Regions from separate parts of the Cyprinus carpio genome. Here region 1 is linked to region 2. The links are chromatin contacts, called in public Hi-C maps. All regions are on one chromosome and are shown on one strand. Each heading gives the region's core, a stretch centred on a gene start, on an enhancer-like site or on the middle of the called end of the contact. The rest is flanking DNA. Distances are from core to core; before and after follow the strand shown.

Evidence for each region. Hi-C and Micro-C count contacts between places; a contact is called where the count stands out from the background.
Region 1: a contact with region 2 is called in a Hi-C map of skeletal muscle, with 4 times the contacts expected there. The contact joins the enhancer-like site here to the promoter of LOC109045386 in region 2. A contact is called at or near these places in 4 of 8 Hi-C or Micro-C datasets (liver and skeletal muscle).

What each region holds. Positions count from the first base shown.
Region 1 is chrB21:16,247,735-16,251,729 of ASM1834038v1, reverse strand. It overlaps LOC109045386 (Krueppel-like factor 8), which reads right to left. Exons shown (of 6, transcript XM_042748131.1): 4 at 2,323-2,434; 5 at 298-440. Among protein-coding and RNA genes, the nearest start is that of LOC109045387, 20 kb to the left of the region's middle. Within about 2 kb of position 1,734, at least 2 of the 8 cell types and tissues checked have an H3K27ac peak or open chromatin away from gene starts, as enhancers often do. A contact at or near this core is called in skeletal muscle, where this site is marked.
Region 2 is chrB21:16,211,007-16,214,845 of ASM1834038v1, reverse strand. LOC109045386 (Krueppel-like factor 8) reads right to left here and starts at 1,797. Exons shown (of 6, transcript XM_042748131.1): 1 at 1,449-1,797. The coding sequence starts at 1,475.

The DNA.
Region 1 (3,995 bases), core at 485-2,984, 37 kb before region 2:
ATTCCATTAACAATGGAATTTACACAGTTACTGAACTTACTGGATCAACAACAGATTTCAACTCAATAATGACTGTTTACTATTATCTTTTTAGTGCTTCTTTACAGCAGAACTGAATTCTGTTTCATCACTGAATCACTATTCTCTAGTTTATCACTGTAAAGCTGCCTTGAAACTATCTGTATTGTACAGTACTAAAGCACTATATAAAGAGATTTTAATCTCAATGTGACTTCCTGGCTAAATAAAGGTAAATAAAGCTGACGTGACTTTACAAATACAAGGAAAAAGGTATACCTGTGTGTATTCTGCGATGGGCTTTTAGATGCGAGCTCTTGGTGTAGACTTTGTTGCAGCCGTCATAATCGCACATGTGTACACGCCTTCTCTTCATGTCTGGTGAGTCAGGGTCAACTTGGATGTCCACATCTGTATTCATACTGAGAACAAAACACGTTTTATTTATTAGGGTGTGGCGACTAGTTCAAATCATACGTAAACCTATCGGACAATCTAAAGATTAAGGGAGCATTTGTGCATGTGAAGGCAGGTACAAACATCTTCACGAGTAAAATTGATTAATCTAGCAAACATCCTTGGGATTACAGTGATCAAACTAGACGTTACAATAAAAGCATACAATGAAAACTTGTAATGCGAAACTCTTAAAGGTGAAGCGTGGCATTTCTGCACCACTAATGGCACCAAACACGAAAACTGTTTGAATCTGGAGGTTGGAAGTGTTGCTGCACAGTGATACCAATAAGTTTTCAAATGAATCAACCTTTCTTGGATGTTCCATTTACTAGCCTACATGACCTTACATTTTTTTCATTTATGTAACATTTTAAGGTACATTGTCATTGACAATAATAAAAAAAGCACAAATGCCAATAAAAAGATTTTTAAAAAACTGTTTACAATTAAAAAAAAAAAAGTTTTTTCTATTTTGGTACTTGAACTACATATAATTTTAAAATGTTAATGTTGTGTTCATTAAGTAAAATACAGCAAGTAGTCACTGTCTTAATTTCTTTATTATTAATGAGTGCTGATTTAGCAGTAAAAAAAAACTGTATAATTTGCAACCAATTTATATCGATATCAGTTCTATTTCATGGGGTGTAAAAAAAAAGATTACCTTTTTACAATTTTTTGCGCAAATGCAAAAATACAACAAATATTAAAAAAAAATATATATATATATATATATATATATATATATATATACATACACACACACACACACACACACATAAAAAAAATTAAAATGTTTAGTTATATCGCCATGCCCCGAGAAACCTGTTTGGAAACGACCATTATTTTATTTGCAATTCAGTTTAAATTACACATTGCTTATCATACATTTGACTTATTTTTACTATGTTACATAAAAAGCTATGGCATTTATTTATTTTAGTGTGCAGGATGCCAGATAGCAAAACTGACACCTGTTTTAAAAACCTTACTGATTTTAAATGATAAAACCAATTAAATTAAATATGAGCCTCTTATTACTATACATATAATAATCTTGCAGTGTAAAAACGCTACTTAAAATGATTCTGGGACAGAAGTATGAGTAATATATAGCACCATGACAGGACCCCTGGTGTAACCATCCTAACTGGCCACCAGGGAGGGCTGAAGAGCAGGCATGTATGTGTGTGTCTCTAAATTCCATACAGCTGGAGAGTTTCCAGTTCAATGCTGATCTCTCTCCCTTTCCCTTCCCGCTCCAATCCCCCCCCTCCCCTTGCAATGTTTTTTTCAGTCTGTGTCTCTCTCCCCTCCTTTCCTTCCTCTCTCTTTCTCTTTCTCAGTCTCTTCCTTTCCCCTCCCTGGCTGCAAACCAGTTCACTCCCTTTCCCCTCTTTCTCCCAACTCCTTTCCATCGAATTTTCTCTCTCCAAGCAATCATCTAACCGCATGTCCGAACAATTATGCACACACCGGCAAAAGACCTTCTTGTTCTCCATCCTACCCCATCACCCTGCCACTTCTATCTGTCCTTCTTTGCATTTTACTTCAGCTTTCAAAGGTGTGACGACATTGCAAGTTATGTAACATTGTTTACACCCAGTTTAGAGAGAACCCTGCCCAGCAACACACACTCACACACACCCAACAGAAGAGGATGCATCCAGCTTATAATCAACGCTAAAAGAGCCATGGGCCTCCAGTGTGCTGAAGGTTACATAATCGTCCAGAGGAGTGGTGCAGTGATGCCATTAGACCAGGAGGTCAAACGCTCTGCCACATACATATCCCAACAATGACATGTACAGATGTATCTGGATATGCAGACACACTCTCTCTCACCTGGGTTCCATCCCTTGTGTGCTGAAAGAGGCCGATCCAGACTCTGTGCCGCTCTCAGCATCACTTTCAGACTGATACTCGACTGGAGAGGTTGAGCCTGGCTTTATACGCACTGAAAAAGAAAAAAATAAATTATCAACTGAAATATTAACATGAATTTCAGCTTTTTAAATATGCCATCCTTCATTTCTATTAATATTATTATTATTATTTGAATTAGTTTTTTATATTTTCTGTTTTTCAAAGTATTTTTAAAGTCACGTATTTTTGTCTTTTATCAGTTTTTTAAACTGCTTTTGAATTTTTTATATAGCTTTTAGTAATTTCAGTTTTAGTTACTTTAGAACATTAAGTTATCAACTAAATGAAAATGAGAAATGCTACCTTTGCATCTAGCTCACATAAAATAAGAGTTATTCTATATTTATTTATTTACATTTTTTTTTTCAAATAGCTATTTTTTTCTGGTTTTAAATCAAGTTAACTATATATATATATATATATATATATATATATATATATATATATATATATATATATATATATTAACTAACAAGATCATTTCTGTAAAATACATAATATGCAAAATCTAACCATGTTGTAACAAGAAGAACATGTTAGTAATACTATTTTAAGTGTAAGTCCCACCATATAACACAGTAAGTTATAAGCTGTATGCAAAAGAGTCATTAGTTTGGCAATCGGTTGGACAATACTGGTCACACTGTATTGTTTTGATCCAATAAAAGAATCATTTTGTTTGGAAATTGGATTCAATAGTGCTGTGGTGCCACTAGAGCAATTTTGTATGCATGCAAAAATGCACATCATTAAAAGAGCTGACTTATATTTTTGGTTCCAATACTGTTTTTATTAAATGGTAGTGGTTTTAAATAAAAATAAGCGCTTACTTTTAAGAGCTGATCTTATTTTTTAAGAGCAGACCCTACCAATGAGCATTTTTTGTTAAATATCATTTATACAAAGGATTTCACATTTGCAGGTTGAAATTTGTTTATCCAGATCTGTGGTCTCATACTTTAGCAGCCCACTGTATATATTGTTCTGTTCATATGTTATGATTGTTTAAAAAGCTTCACGCTGAAATAAGGTGTAAGCAGAGCACTGGGTCCATTTCTCAAACAAGCCAATAAATCAAATACAGAAAGGCCTTCCTGCCTAAAGTTTAATTCAAACAACATCACTTCCAGGACATAATATGATTCAGACCATTATTATAAATTTGCGAGAAGTCTTTTGTGTTTGTTGGCATCCAGACAGTTCACAAGTCCACAGGACAAAGAAAAAGAGAGAGAAAAATATCACAAGTTAAATACATGTTCCATATTGACACAGGGTGTGGATAGTTAAGTACTGGCCTGAGATCTCTGGACGTGACCTTTAACCAGATGATTTGTAGAAGCCCCAGAGTATTCAAAGATTACCTTCTAAATGAAGGGGGAAGGGTGCTGCCTATTCATTAATTCTCTTCTCCCCAAACCAAACTGCCCCATATTACTCAAAAAAAAACATATACAGAGATCCTTCTTCACAAACAACCTCACACTAGAGACAATTTGGGGTGCTATGGGCCTGTTCAATAAAGCACACTGCGTCCTCCACCTTAGTAGTTTTCCCATAAAATGAGTCCAAAAGAAACTGATCTACTTTAC
Region 2 (3,839 bases), core at 548-3,047:
ATTTAATGCGGGTGAAATGAGGTAGTATGCTTCATCAGCTAAACAATCAGTATAGTGTTTGAAAACAGTACAGTCCTTAGAATGCACTCTACGTCTATCCCTTTCTGCCTTGTGTTCATTTCTGTCAGAAATTAAATATGGAGCTAGCCTGATTAAGGTATATATCTTAAAAATGCCTCTTTGTAGGGATGGATCAAAATGCCAAGATATTTGGGCATTTTAATGTCTATCTGCTAAACATCTAAATATTACACAATTTTGAAAATGTATTAAACAATTAATTAGAATTATTCTTACTTCTTTGTAGTAATGGATCAATATATCAGGCAGGCCAATTATTTGCAATTAATTGCCAATTAATAACTATTTGGCTAATATTGTGATGATAGTATACAATATCCATAATTAAATATAAAAATGACAAATATATATAATCTGTCATCTAATTTAAAAAAAAAAAAATCCAAATACACACTTCTTCTGATTGGCCAATCACTGCATTCTGCTGTCAAATGTTTCTGAATAATGACTGTTGTCTGGGCCGTTGTCGTATAACTGACCGTTCATTCTGTAAATCATTCTGAAATGCAACCAACCGACAAAACAAATCACAAAATAACCCCTTCTGATCGAAGACCCCTTTGCTATATGCTGGGTTCACACTGAACATCCTTTTAGGTCTTATTTTGTGACAGTGACAAGCTGACCATACATATACACATGCAGCTATCTCTCGATATCAGTGTAACCCATTTAAAAGTTCTAGTGCATACTTCTGTGCAGCAAAAACCAACAGTTTCAAATACACTACAAATGTGACCCTCTCCTTACTTGGCATCATGGGATGTTCATGACAGTTTTCAGTAGCCTACAGTCCTTAACAAGCTGCAGTCTCATGTTAAACAATGCACTGCAGACAACACGTTGATATTTATCCCTTAACAACTGAAAGATGATGACAAAAGGCAACAGCGTACAGCATCACTGGGCAGCAACAACATAAGAGACTTTCTTCATCCCATGCAAATGCAAGGCTGCTGTCCCTTTAAGAAAGCAAATAAGATGGTGTCTCTCCAGCGAGCTGCATTCGGCGCGCTTCCTTCCTGCCTTCGCCGCTTTAAAACAGCACTGCAGATAAGCGACGGCTCTGACAGATGTGCCACACACCGAGTTTGTTGCACAAGTATTTCAAATGCACCAGCGCTATCGTTAGGAGGCTTTCGGATAAGCACGAGCTCAGAGCCGCATGCACGAGTGAAGTAATCACCCAGCAGCTCACATATTATCGGCTCATTACGGTTAACGGCGAGCAAACCGAAACCGGGTGATTGCTCATAGATGAGGAACTCAGGCAGAGTCCTGCAGAATGGAAATCGGACAGCGACAGCCGTCAAAAGCAACCGGCTGCGTTGCCAAATGAGTCGATAGCGAACGATAAACGGACTTACTTTTTTGTTCCGAGTCTCCGTGTGCATCTCGGTATCTAAGCGGCGGTGAAGGGGTGGAGTGGAGGGGGTCGATCGGATCGGGCGGGGTGATATTTGAATAACAGTGAGCTCGATGGCAGTTTTCCCACCTCAGTATTAGAGGAGAAAGGTGCGCTCGTTGCCTCGGCGGATCACAGAAATCATATCCCCGGCGTCGAGAAATAAACCCTCTTTTCCGTCGCCCCGGTCGTCTTTCAGTGTGTGTTTGTTGCCGTGTTTCAGGGTTGGGCTCGAGCTGTGAGTCTCTCCTCCGCCTCTCCCTGCTGCTGACCCCACCCTGCGTCCCCACCCCTTCAGTGTGTCAATCACAGCCTGTGTGTGTGTGTGCAGCCCAAACCAGCAGCGGCGCCCAACGCGCCACCGCGATAATACAACCTCAGAATCATCATCGCAGTCCTTGTCGCCTAACCATAATGACGTCAGGTTGCACCGGATGTTGAGAGCTGAACTATTGTGGTCTTTTTGCATGAGTTAGAGATGATGCCCCATATGTGCATTCATCTTTTGCCTTGCCTTTTTTGCTAGTAACTGAGAATGGAAGGTTACATAGCTATAGTTTGGAGACAAAAATGCCCATAAAAGAAGCGAAAGCATACAAAAACTTTATTATGGGCCCCATTAGTGTTTTTTTTTTTAATTATTTTTTAGTCTAAAATGCAGAACCTTTAATATAATTAGCTGCATAAAGACAAAAGTCTATAGCAAGAGTTTTCAAACTGGGGTCCAGAAGGACACTAAGGGATCTATGAAAAATAAACATAAGAAATTAACACTCACCGGACTTGATGTGGTTACAGTTTCATTCTGCATCTGTGGAAATGAGGAGATTAACACTGATTATTTGATTTAAGTTAAACTAGTGCTGTCAAACGATTAATCGCGATTAATCGCATCCAAAATAAAAGTTTTTGTTTATATATGTATGTGTACTGTGTATATTTATTATGTAGCTACTGTATATATAAACACACACATGCATGTATATATTTAAGAAAAATATGTTTTGTTTATATATGACATATTTATATTTATATATAATAAAATTATATAGGAATATATATATATATATATATATATATATATATATATATATATATATATATATATATATATAAATGTTGGTAAAATTTATACATGTGTGTTTGTGTATTTATATATACATAATAAATATACACAGTACACACACATATATTATATAAACAAAAACTTTTATTTTGGATGCGATTAATCTCATTTAATCGTTTGACAGCACTAAGTTAAACCTAAAACCTTAAAATAAAGTTAACCTAAAACCAAATAATAAAGATCACTTCTTTGACTTTAAGTTACAATAGTCATGATTTTATTAAAATATATATATATATTTTTTGGAACAATGTCATATAAATATTATACTAGTATCACAATATTAATGAGTCCCTTGCAAAAGGATCACTATTTGAGGGTTTTTTGCATAAAAAACATGTTCATGCCCCTGCATTTTAAAAATGTGCTTTGATCCATTTTCCTCCTTTATATTTCCCCTCATGATTGAAAGTTATTGTATATAATTATCAATAATAATCGGGTCTTGATGAATAACATTTCTTTGGAGAGGACTGATATGTCTTTTCCCCAGTTTTCAACTACATTTCCCATAATCCTTTCAAACTACACTTCCTATGATAACCGGAAGCCTCCGCACAACGGGAAACATGAAGCGGTAAGGGACAAATCTGTTATAAGAGACCGTTCAAAGAGTTTTTATCAAATTACTACATGCTGCAGGTTGGGTGTCGGGTCATATAATAGTCGGCACCGCACCATCCTTTCAGCTTCTTTGCGAAGCCCGCTATGAAATGTGCAGAACAAACCAGCAGGTTCAGACTGTAACGTTTAGGGACTTCTTTACAAACACACAGACACTTTAGCCAAAGTGTTATTCATTGATTACTCGTTTCTAATATTGGGATAATGTAATGCAGGGATGCAGACGTTATTCTACAGCCGGGAATAGCACAATGTTTCATGAATTTCTCCCACAAATAGGCTACATGCCAGCTGACTTATTTTTCGTTTCCTTGAGGAAGAATAAGGGAAGGATCGATATATCGACACGGACGCGAGTATCGAAAGTATCGATACCCAAACAAAAATATCGATACTAACGTCTGCTTTATTTAGGCCTACCTGTGATTTTATTTAGAAAAAAAAGAATATCTTTAAAATATGCATTGGATTGGACGAATAACCCCTGTAATTAGCGAATAATTGTGTAGGATAGATTCCTGCTCATCTGAACACACACAAATGTTGTTAGACAGAACCAATCCATCACAGAGAGCGTTCACTCACTTCTGACAGTGCATTAAA